2 separate regions of the Ovis aries genome follow, and region 1 is linked to region 2. Evidence: chromatin contacts called from public Hi-C data. All regions are on one chromosome and are shown on one strand. The core of a region is the stretch at or near the end of the contact, and the rest is flanking DNA. Distances in the headings are between cores, read along the strand shown.

Region 1 (4,897 bases), core at 1,967-4,466, 280 kb after region 2:
GAAAAGGAAGAGAGAACTGTGAATGAGCGGAGTATGCAGAGAAGGGACGCCTGATGACTCCAAAGCTAAAGACTGGGAAGGCACACCAGTGAGAGCCTGATGTTAGATCAGAGTTATCCTGCAGGAGAGAAGGATGAGCTCTGTCCCAGGGTACTGGGGAAGGCTTTTCACACAAGATGGTCCCTGATCTGGGTTTAGTGGGATGAATGGGAGTTTGCTTCAGGAAGCCAAATGGAGAAAGGAGTGCTAAGCAAGGGCAAAGATTTCTTAAGAGGCTCATGGGTGTATAGTAAGAACTCTGGGGGTGGGGAAGGGCAAGTGACCAAGGGCCTGTGTGATGTGCCAGAGGTGGGGGCTTTGTTTGGAGGCGGTGGGCGGGTCACAGAGAAAGTTTGCAGTCCCGGCAAGGTATGCTCGATTAGCATGTCAGAAAATGTCTCTGAAGTCAGTCTGGGGAACGAGCTTCGTGGAGACAGGCCAGTTCAGAGGATGTGCGGCAGTGACAGAGGTTAGCACAAGGACAGGGAAGGGAGGACAGAGTGGAAGGGTCCCTGGGAGCAGGAATTCACAGAACCAGTGATGGCAGGATGAGGGAGTAGCTAACACCGGAGCTCTGAGCGCAGGCGATGGGCTGTGATCGCAGGAAAGGAACCCTGGACGGGAAGACGCCAGAGGTGCGGGTGGGGAAAGGATAATGGAGGAGAGAGTTCCCCGGAGAGCCACGGGGAAGGCGGGTGGGCGGGCCTCGGACACATGCAGAGACCGAGGCAGGCTGAGCCCCGGGCGGGAAGGAGGCCTGGAGAATGCGGATAAGAGCTCCCACTGAGAATGCGGATAAGAGCTCCGAGTGTTGATGAGGAGGGCGGGCTAGTTGGAGAGCTTTCATTTTCTCAGTTAAGAAAGAGGGGACTCACCTGTTGGGAGTGAGTGGGTTTCAGATTTTCCCTGTGGGGAAAAACGACGAGAGTAAAGCACCAACCAATCACTGAGTCATGCCAACTCCACCCACCCGGGGCCCTCCTCTCCTCTCCTGCCCTTTGCCTCAGCTGGGGCCTCATTAACGACACCAGTGGTGCGCAGGGCGGCAGTGGGAGTGCTTGTCAGACCTCCCACCCCAGGAGATGCCTCAAAGCGCCACCCACCCCAGCATCGCATCCAGAAGCTCCGGGGTGAGACCCGGGCACATGTGTTTGCAGCACACTTCACACCAGACTCTGAAATGCTACACCCCACCCATCTCCCACACATGGTTGAGAATGACTGAGTTAATGGGACTGATCCCCGGAGTCTGCGATGGGTGGGAGAACTGGAGTGGAATCCTGTGCAGAAACCAGGTGGGAGTCAAGTGACTGGGATTCCGGGAGCACGGCGTCTCCTGATGTTACATTCAGCCACACCAGAGTCAGTGACCACCGAGAGACTCAGGAGGTCTGTAAAACCTGAGCACAACTGAAGATAACCAGAGTTTTCTGAAATATCATGGCCATTGTTCTAAGGGCAAGGAATGAAAATGAGAGGGGGAAAAAAACCAAAACAATTATTGATGATGGAAAGACTCTGAAGGCCCGAAGGCGTCTTCAAAAGTGGCAGCAGTTTGTCGCAGCAGTGCCCTCTGCTGGTGACAGTCGGACTTGCCGCTGTATGACCACCGCATCCTTGACTTCTTGACCACACCCTGGAGTCGGCAGGTTAGCGAGGCTTCTAAGAAATTGTTGGTCAAGTTACAAACGATCATTAAATCCATACACACGACCCTTCAGGTATAAGCTGAGCTTTAAACTTCAGACTTGGCGATTTGCCAGTTAACTGTGTTCAAATAAAGATTAAAAACTGTCCAGGAAAAATGCTAAGATCCTGAAAAAAGTTTCTTTGGAAAATGTTTGATATGTGTATAATGGCGAGCCACGTGGAGACAAGCTACAGAGTTAGACATTTTTTCTGGAATGAATGAATTTTCTAAAAAGGCTTGGTAATTCTATGCTGTTAATAATAATAGTGTTTGTGTGTGTGTGCGCCCAGTTGTGTCTGCCTCTGTGATGCTGTACGCTGTCACCTGCCAGGCGCCTCTGTTCATGGGATTTTCCAGGAAAGAATATTGGAGTGGGTTGCCATTTCCTACTCCAGGAGATCTTCCTGTCCCAGGGATCGAACCAGCGTCTCTTCCGTCTCCTGCATTGCAGGCAGATTCTTTACCACTCAACATTTATTGGACATTGGCACCTTGTATGCATGACCTCAGTTAACTCTCACAACAGGCCAGAGTTCACAACAAGAACTGTTACCATTCATACTTGTGAGGTAACTGAGGCACAGATTACCTTGGGACCATGACTACGACCACAAAAGCTTGGCAGAGGAATTAAACCTAGAAGCATCATGTAGCCTTGTTAAGGTCATCCCAACTTCTTTATTGCATGTTCCAGAAAGGCATGTGTCAACATCATGGGTGCTTACTGAGTGTTCTTGTGATGGCCCTAGACAGGTGACTGGATGCCTCTGCTTCCCTGTGCTGACTCAGGGGCTCGGGGTCTTCCTGCCTTGTGGCTGCCCATTAGCTGGTTCTGGTCATTTTCCCTACATGTTTGGCCAGCTAGCAGGAGAGAAAAGAGCAAAGAGGAAGCACGTCAGCTTCAGTGGCAAGAACTAGACCCTTGGTCACACATGGATGCCAAGGGTGCTGGGAAATGCAGTTTCTGGCTGGCCAGCCACTTTCTAGCACCAGCTCTTCACTATGGGATGGGGAGCAGGGACCTGCGTGGTCAGCTGGCCATCTCTGCCCTTCCTGTAGTAAGGGTGACTCACTGACTCAGGTCACACCATTTCTCGGAGGATGATGGAAACTGATCCAAGGTGAGCACCAGCTTGATATCACGAGACTGGTGTCTGTAGCAATAAATCATTTGTGAGGTGCTTTTCCTGCTGACAGTATTTCCGTACCAATTATCTTCTTTCATCCTCACAGTCTTTGTTAAGGGGGTTAATTGCCTGTAGTTCCCAGATAGGAAAACCGAGGCTGAGCAGTCAGATGTTGTGCCCATATTCCCACAGCTGGGACTCAGGGTCTGCTCATTACCATGCCCTGAAAATAGCTGTGGCTGCTAAGCTTAGATGGAACTTGACCAAGATATTTCATGTTGAGGGGCAAGGAGTGGGCGGAGCTGTGAGCCGAAGCAGGAGATGTTCTCCATGGGCTGAATCAATATTACTCATGAAACGTTTTCCTGTATTATCGACCTTTACCAAAGGTCACAGACAACCAAAACCACGGCTTATGTTTCGCAACTTAACAGTCTACATTGCAGGTTTCATTTGCTATTGACAATTCTATGATGTTCTTGAGTATTGCTGATTTGGGGGGAGAGTTTAGGAGGGGTCTTCATGTTCCTCCCATCTGCCCCGTCTCTCCTGTGAGTTTTACCAGGGTCTCCGGTAACAATCTAGTCGTAAGAAGGGGTTCTCATTATTTTAATTCTCACCAAGCTATCCTTCTGTACTAGTTTAAACATTTAAAGTTTTAGTTTACGTTTTACTATGAAAATTTCAAGTATACAAAAGAGAAAAGTAATATGTAAACATACAGATACTCTACTGATGAAAAATACTAGCATTTTCCAAGTATCTTTCTGTTACTGATTTCTAGATTAACTCAACTATGTTCAGAGAATACAGCTGGCTTTCAATTTTTTACGTTTGCTAAGGTTTCTTTGTGGTGTGGAATATGATTTGTTGTGGTGAATGCTCCACGTGCGTTTGGAAAGAAGATGTATTGTGCCATTGGGTAAAGTGTTCCATAGAAATATCATTCAGGTCAAGATGGCTGGTCATGTTGTTGTTCTTCTGTGAGCTTGCTGGTCTTCTGGCTAATTGTTCTGGCTAATCTGTCTAATCTCAGTAATTGATTACTGAGAGAAGCGTGCAGACATCTCCACCTGTAACTGTGGCTCTATCTTTTCATTCCTTTGAGTGTTTGCTTCGCATATTTTGAAATTCTGTTGTTAGGGGTGTACACATTTAAGATTGCTATATCTTCTTGGCAAATTGAGCTCTTTGTTTTCATGAAATGTCCCTCTTTATCTCTGAAATAGTTCTTGCTCTGAATCTGCTTTGTCTGATGATAGTACAGCCAGTCCAGTACAGGATACTTTTCTCCATCCTTTTACTTGTAACCTATCTCTGCTTTTACGTTTAAAGTGGATTTCTCGTGTTTTGTTTTCCACCCTAATTTTTGTTCCTCTATTTTACATCTTCTGTTATGTTGCTTTCGGGCTTCGCTGATAGCTCAGTTGGTAACGAATCTGCCTGCAGTGCCGGAGACCCTGGTTTGATTCCTGGGTCTGGAAGATCCGCCAGTGAAGGGATAGATTACCCACTCCAGTGTTCTTAGGCTTCCCTTGTGTCTCAGCTGGTAAAGAACCTGCCAGCAATGCAGGAGACGTGGGTTCAATCCCTGGGTTGGGAAGATCCCCTGGAGAAGGAAACGGCTACCCACCCCAGTATTCTGGCCTGGAGAATTCCATGGACTGTTGCAAAGAGTCACACGTGACTTTCACTTTAGAGTGTTTGGATATTTAATATTATTGATTAACTTCAATTTGAATTAAAAGTATCCATTTCAGTTTTTCTGTTGGCTTCTTGCCTTTGACATTTTTGATTTTGTTTAGTTTTTTAGTTTTAGTGGTGCTTTGCTGCTAAGTCGCTTCAGTTGTGTCCGACTCTGTGCGACCCCATAGACGGCAGCCGACCAGGCTCCCCCGTCCCTGGGATTCTCCAGGCAAGAACACTGGAGTGGGTTGCCATTTCCTTCTCCAATGCATGAAAGTGAAAAGTGAAAATGAAGTCACTCAGTCCTGTCCGACTCTTAGCGACCCCATGGACTGCAGCCCACCAGGCTCCTCCA
Region 2 (5,382 bases), core at 2,312-4,811:
GTTTGGACTTCTTTTTATAATGAGCTTACTCTCTTTTCCTGAGCATAAGCAGTCAAGGCTTTTACAAATGACTGAAACGCCTGTGCATCAAACAAAACCTAAATACATTGATGAGCAGGTATGATTGACTTTGAATCATATATTGAAAGAAATATTGAAGGTTTGAATTGCTAACGCCAAATAGAGTTTAATTCCACTTGTTGAGACCAATTCGGAATTATGGGGCTTCGAAAAAAAAGTCTCAAAATATTGATCCCACTGCTTGAAGGCACCAGGCAGTAAGTTCAAAATAAGCTCCAAAGTCTCCATCAGTCTAAAACATCTTTTCCTGCTAACATAAGCTGAAACAAAGATGAGTTTTATCCTCTTGGAAGAGTTTTAGGTTTTGTTTGTGACCAATAAATCAAAGGCCCGCATGTCTGTTGAATGCACTCTAAGCCCCAGAGAGAAACCGGCACAAATGGCTGGAACATAAGTCGAACAGGGTCAACTTGGACTTGCACAAAAGGAAGCGCTGGTAGTGACCAAAGTTAGCTTTGCTGTTTGCTGGAGCAAAGCACCAAGAGTGTGAACTGCTTGCCAGGGGAGGCATTTGAAAGATTCAGGCACTTCAGAGATGAAAGATTACATTTCCTTCGTTTGTCCATTCCCACACCTGTTAAAATGCCTGGATGATGGCTGAATATAGAGAAAACCATAATTGCTATTAAAATTTTTCTGGATATTTAGCAGTATGCAAAACAAATCTCATGCAGACACACAAAACAAGAAAATCTCAGTCTGTGAAGTCTGTGTGGTTGCACGCCATTAAATAATTTTCCCCTTGTGGTTTTTAAACTGGGCAAGCCACACACTTAAACACAAACATACATTTGAAAAGCAAGATGATTTCACAAAAGTTATGGTTTCCTTTTACACATGAAAGCATGCACATGAGAGAAAAATTTCTTCAAGACTATTTGCAAAAATAGTTTGGTTCTAGATTGTCTCTTTGAAATCTTCAAAACTAGTTATAAATGTAGTATAAGAGAGGAAATTGTTCTTTCGGTATCCTGTGACTGCTTCAGCTGGTTCAATAGACTTTCATTATAGGCAAAGATTCACAATATAAAATGTCTTTTGGAATTTGGAAGTTAGGTTCCATAAATTCACTGTCTCTTCTGCAATATCATATGAAAATGTAAATATAGGAGAATTAAATAATATCTCTTTCTAAAAGAATAAAGATTAAAATAGAAAATGAAAGCTCATATCCTCTAGTAAGTATTTACCACAAGTTCCTAGAAGCCTCCTAGGAAATCTGAGATCCAGGATCCATACTGCTTATAATAAAGAATATTGTAAACACCAATATGTTTATAATTTAAACATATGAAATCACATCTAATCATTTGAGAATGGCATAAATAAACTTCAAACTTTAATTTAAAATACAGTTACTTAAGAAACCAGTCAATAGATAGCATAAGCTTAAGTTTTGCTTTAATTCAAGCTAAATAAGTAACACTTTTAACAGCTAAAATTACATACATTGGTGGATTTGAAAAGCTGAAGAAATTGACTGCTAGGTGAGTTACAACATAATATAATAGAGCTATACTTGTTTTCAACTAATTTTAATTAAAGACTATTCAACATAATTATTTTGCTTTTATTCTTGCAAAAAAACAGTGAACTGTTTACATTATGTTGCATAAATGTATTTGCTTCTACTTGTATAATTGTGCTACGACACAGCACTCCTAGGTTCTGGTGTTTACATATATGCAAAACATTTTATACTGTGTACAGTGACATTCACTTCATAGAATTATAATGAGGGATGACAGTGTGTAGAAAGCAAAATAAAAAAGCAAGGATACATTTGTTGATTTCGAGTTGATCCCATGTAACTCTTAAAAACTTTGAGTCAAAAAGATTTTAGAGTGAACAGTAAATAAGCATGAATAGCCACAAGGTTATTAGTGTTCGAAGAATGGGTTACAAATATGCCATGATGCAAAGACTACAGTTCTTTAGAATAAACGCAGGTAAGTTACTCTACATTTTTTCACACTCGGTGTTTCAAACAAGAGAAATTTTATAAGAAAATTAGTGTTCATGTAATTCCAGAAATTTCCCTCATATTAAAATTTCCTGATCAGCCAAAAAAGGCACTTCACATAAAAGAAAGCTATTGAAATGTTTTCCTCAAATACAGTTCAGTGAACATTTGTTCTTTGTTGACTTTATTACACAAGTGCTCACATGAAGAAAAATATCGATCCTGTCCTGCTGAGCAGGGGTCATAAAAGATACTCAAATAATCGCAACGCAGAGTGATGAGTGCAGTTATGAGTGCCTGTATTGTTGCAGGAGTAGCAGAGGAAGTAGTGGACGCCTGGGTTTTTAGGGATGACTAGGAGCACAACGGGAAGATAAGGGGCGGAAAAGGGTGCCTCCTACCATCTGTCTCATTGTTCAGTCACGAAATAAAATATATTATAATTCTATAATAATTTTGAAGGAACTAATAATAAATCAAAAAATTTTTACGAGTACAAATCACCTTAGCATTAAAATCAATTATTGTAAGTCATTTTGATTCAACAAAAGAGACTTTTAAATCTGCATATTTGAAAGTTCTATCGAAAAAGTTGGTCAAAATAAAAAGGCACCTCCTAACTTGCAGACAGGTGGAAGAGGGAAATAAAGGCACAGACTCAGGTGCCAGACTGCCAAAGTTTGATCTCAGGCTCTGCCTTTGACTTGCTGTGTGAGTAACGTGTGTGTGGGAAGTTACTTAACCTCATGACCCCTCAGTTTAGTAAAACAGGGATGATAATTACTGTCGCTGATGACTGGTTCAAAACCAACCTGCTATTCTATCTAAGGGGCTGAATTTTCCTTGATAAAAGTCCCAGGAAAGAACACCCAGGACTTTCACCTTGGTCTCTGACCAGTGATTCCAAATTTGTTGAGTTGAATCCATTCAGCAGAAACCATGATCAATGAGTCAGCTGGGAAGGGAATCCACCTCTTTTCTGCTTGCTGCACAAATGCTGAAGGACTGTTTCATAGACTCTCTTGGTACTGAGGGCAAGTTTCCCAATATGGGAAGTAAGCCTGAAGCCACTTAAACTCTCACACACACACACCATATATATATTTTCCTCCCACCAGAGAGAAGGAAGATTAACCAAACCGTTCTAAAGTCAGCTAATAAAGCACAAGCATATCAAAATGAAACTCTGCCATAAAGAAGCAAAACTCAGCATTAGAATTCTGACAAACTTACCTGCTGCTGCTGCTGCTGCTGCTGCTAAGTCGCTTCAGTCGTGTTCGACTCTGTGCGATCCCATAGACGGCAGCCCTTCCCCGTCCCTGGGATTCTCCAGGCAAGAACACTGGAGTGGGTCGCCATTTCTTTCTCCAATGCATGAAAGTGAAAAGTGAAAGTGAAGTCGCTCAGTCATGTCTGACTCTGTGCAACCCCATGGACTGCAGCCCAGCAGGCTCCCCCCCGACCATGGGAGTTTCCAGGCAAGAGTACCTAGCAGGTAACGAAAGCAAAATGCCCAGTGAGATTTCCGGGCACTGTGTCCTGCCCTGTCACTGACCTTGACACATTAATAACACAGACCTCAGTGGGACTGCCAGACTACATCATTATCTCTGCACACAATTTAATACGGACAAGGGACTTCCCCGGTGGTCTAATAGTTAAGAATTGGCCTTCCGATGCAGGGGACGAAGTTCGATCCCTGATTGGGGAACTAAGATCCCACAAGCCACGGGGCAACTAAGCCTGCTTCAGGCAGTTAGAGAAGCCGGTGTCTTGCAGCTACTGAGCCTGCACCCTCTAGAGTCCTTACTCCACAGCAAGACAAAGAGTAGCCCCTACTCCCTGCAACTAGAGGAAGCCACAGGTAGCAACGAATACCCGGCGCAGCCTATACATGTGTGTGTGTGAGAGAAACGTGGCAGAGCAGCCAGGAGTCACCAACAGCCACTTGCAGGCGTAGCATAGCACACTGGTAGCTCCTTTCTGCTTCTTGAATGCTATTGTCAGAATGAGAATAGTAGCTAAGATTAACTGAGCACTTGATATATGATACTCATTTTGCTAAAACCTTTTTCCATATTGCCTCATTTAGTCTTCAGTCCCACGTAAAAAGCACCATTGTTATACCTATTTTACAGAGGAGGAAATTAAGGCACAAACTTGTTGCGAAGGCCATATAATTTTTAAGGTCCCGTCATTTTTGAATGGAGGATCTAACCCGAAAGGACACACATACCTTTTGCCCTCTACTACAATCGTCTCCACTGTCTAATCCCAGAGGACACACATACATTTTGCCCTTTACTGCAATCTTCTCCAATCTCTGGAAGGAAAGAAAGATTTTTCTATTGTGAGCGAAGGACAAGATGTGAGTAAGTTTAAAAGCAAACACCACTGGTTTTAGGCAAACGTATAAAAAAAGATCTATTTCTCTTTGGTTCCTGTCTGCTTCCATTTCTAAAGCTTTCTCCTACACTGTTTTGTTTCTTTTCTGATTTGGAGTGCAAATTTAATACTGTTGATTCTGTTATAAAGTTTGGTATTGCAAAATAATATTTGATTTTCTAATCATGATCACAAGTCTCTAATTTCTCGTGTGTTTTATACCAGATTCCTTACTGCCCTTCCCTCCTGTCACTGGTGACAGACTCTGGTGCTGGTTAGCAGAGAAAGGCAATCTTCCTGCCACCCCAGATGGGCCTTAACACCAGTCCCTTCTTCGATTTTTCAATGCTCAGCAACAGCCTTCTTGGCTCATCTCCAAAATTTCCTGAGAACATAACATTGTTGTGAGGGACTCTGTGTCAAGTGTATCAGGCTTTAGGCTTGTTTCTCGTTACTGACAGGTAAATTTGTATGGATGAATTATCTAAAATCCTGGCCTCTAAAGACTTTAAGTTACAGTGACAACCTACATGGTCTTGAGTTCATAGCTGGGTACAGCTTCTTAGAAACAGAATTCTTGGGCAAAATGACTGCAGTGTATTCTGATTTTCAGACCCACATGTTTGACGATCACGTAAAATTAGAGCTTAAAAGATCACTCCGTCCAAGGCTTTTAGAGATGAGGAAATGAAAACCCTGGGAAGTTAAGAACTATCCTATAGTCACACGACTTATTAAAGCTTGTACCAAATTAGGAACGAGATCATCTTATCATAGCTCTTCTAGTAAACAAACAACAAGACTGAAAGCAATATGGTGCAGAAGGACCACCTGCCTAGGAACAAGGAGAGCTGGGGGTTAGCTGATTCTTCCACTACGTGACTTTAAACTAGTAACTTCTCTGGACCAATTTCTTCAACTATAAACTGATGGATTTGGTCCAGTAAGATAGT

What was found. Hi-C and Micro-C count contacts between places; a contact is called where the count stands out from the background.
Region 1: a Hi-C map of liver shows a contact between it and region 2, with 3 times the contacts expected there. The contact joins the enhancer-like site here to the promoter of HOMER1 in region 2. A contact is called at or near these places in 4 of 16 Hi-C or Micro-C datasets (blood, liver and tail adipose tissue).

The regions. Positions count from the first base shown.
Region 1 is chr7:10,804,640-10,809,536 of ARS-UI_Ramb_v3.0, forward strand. No RefSeq gene overlaps it. Among named protein-coding and RNA genes, the nearest start is that of MTX3, 120 kb to the right of the region's middle. Within about 2 kb of position 3,217, at least 3 of the 54 cell types and tissues checked have an H3K27ac peak or open chromatin away from gene starts, as enhancers often do. A contact at or near this core is called in liver, where this site is marked.
Region 2 is chr7:10,527,195-10,532,576 of ARS-UI_Ramb_v3.0, forward strand. HOMER1 (homer scaffold protein 1) reads right to left here and starts at 3,562. Exons shown (of 9, transcript XM_060418526.1): 1 at 3,278-3,562. The coding sequence starts at 3,420.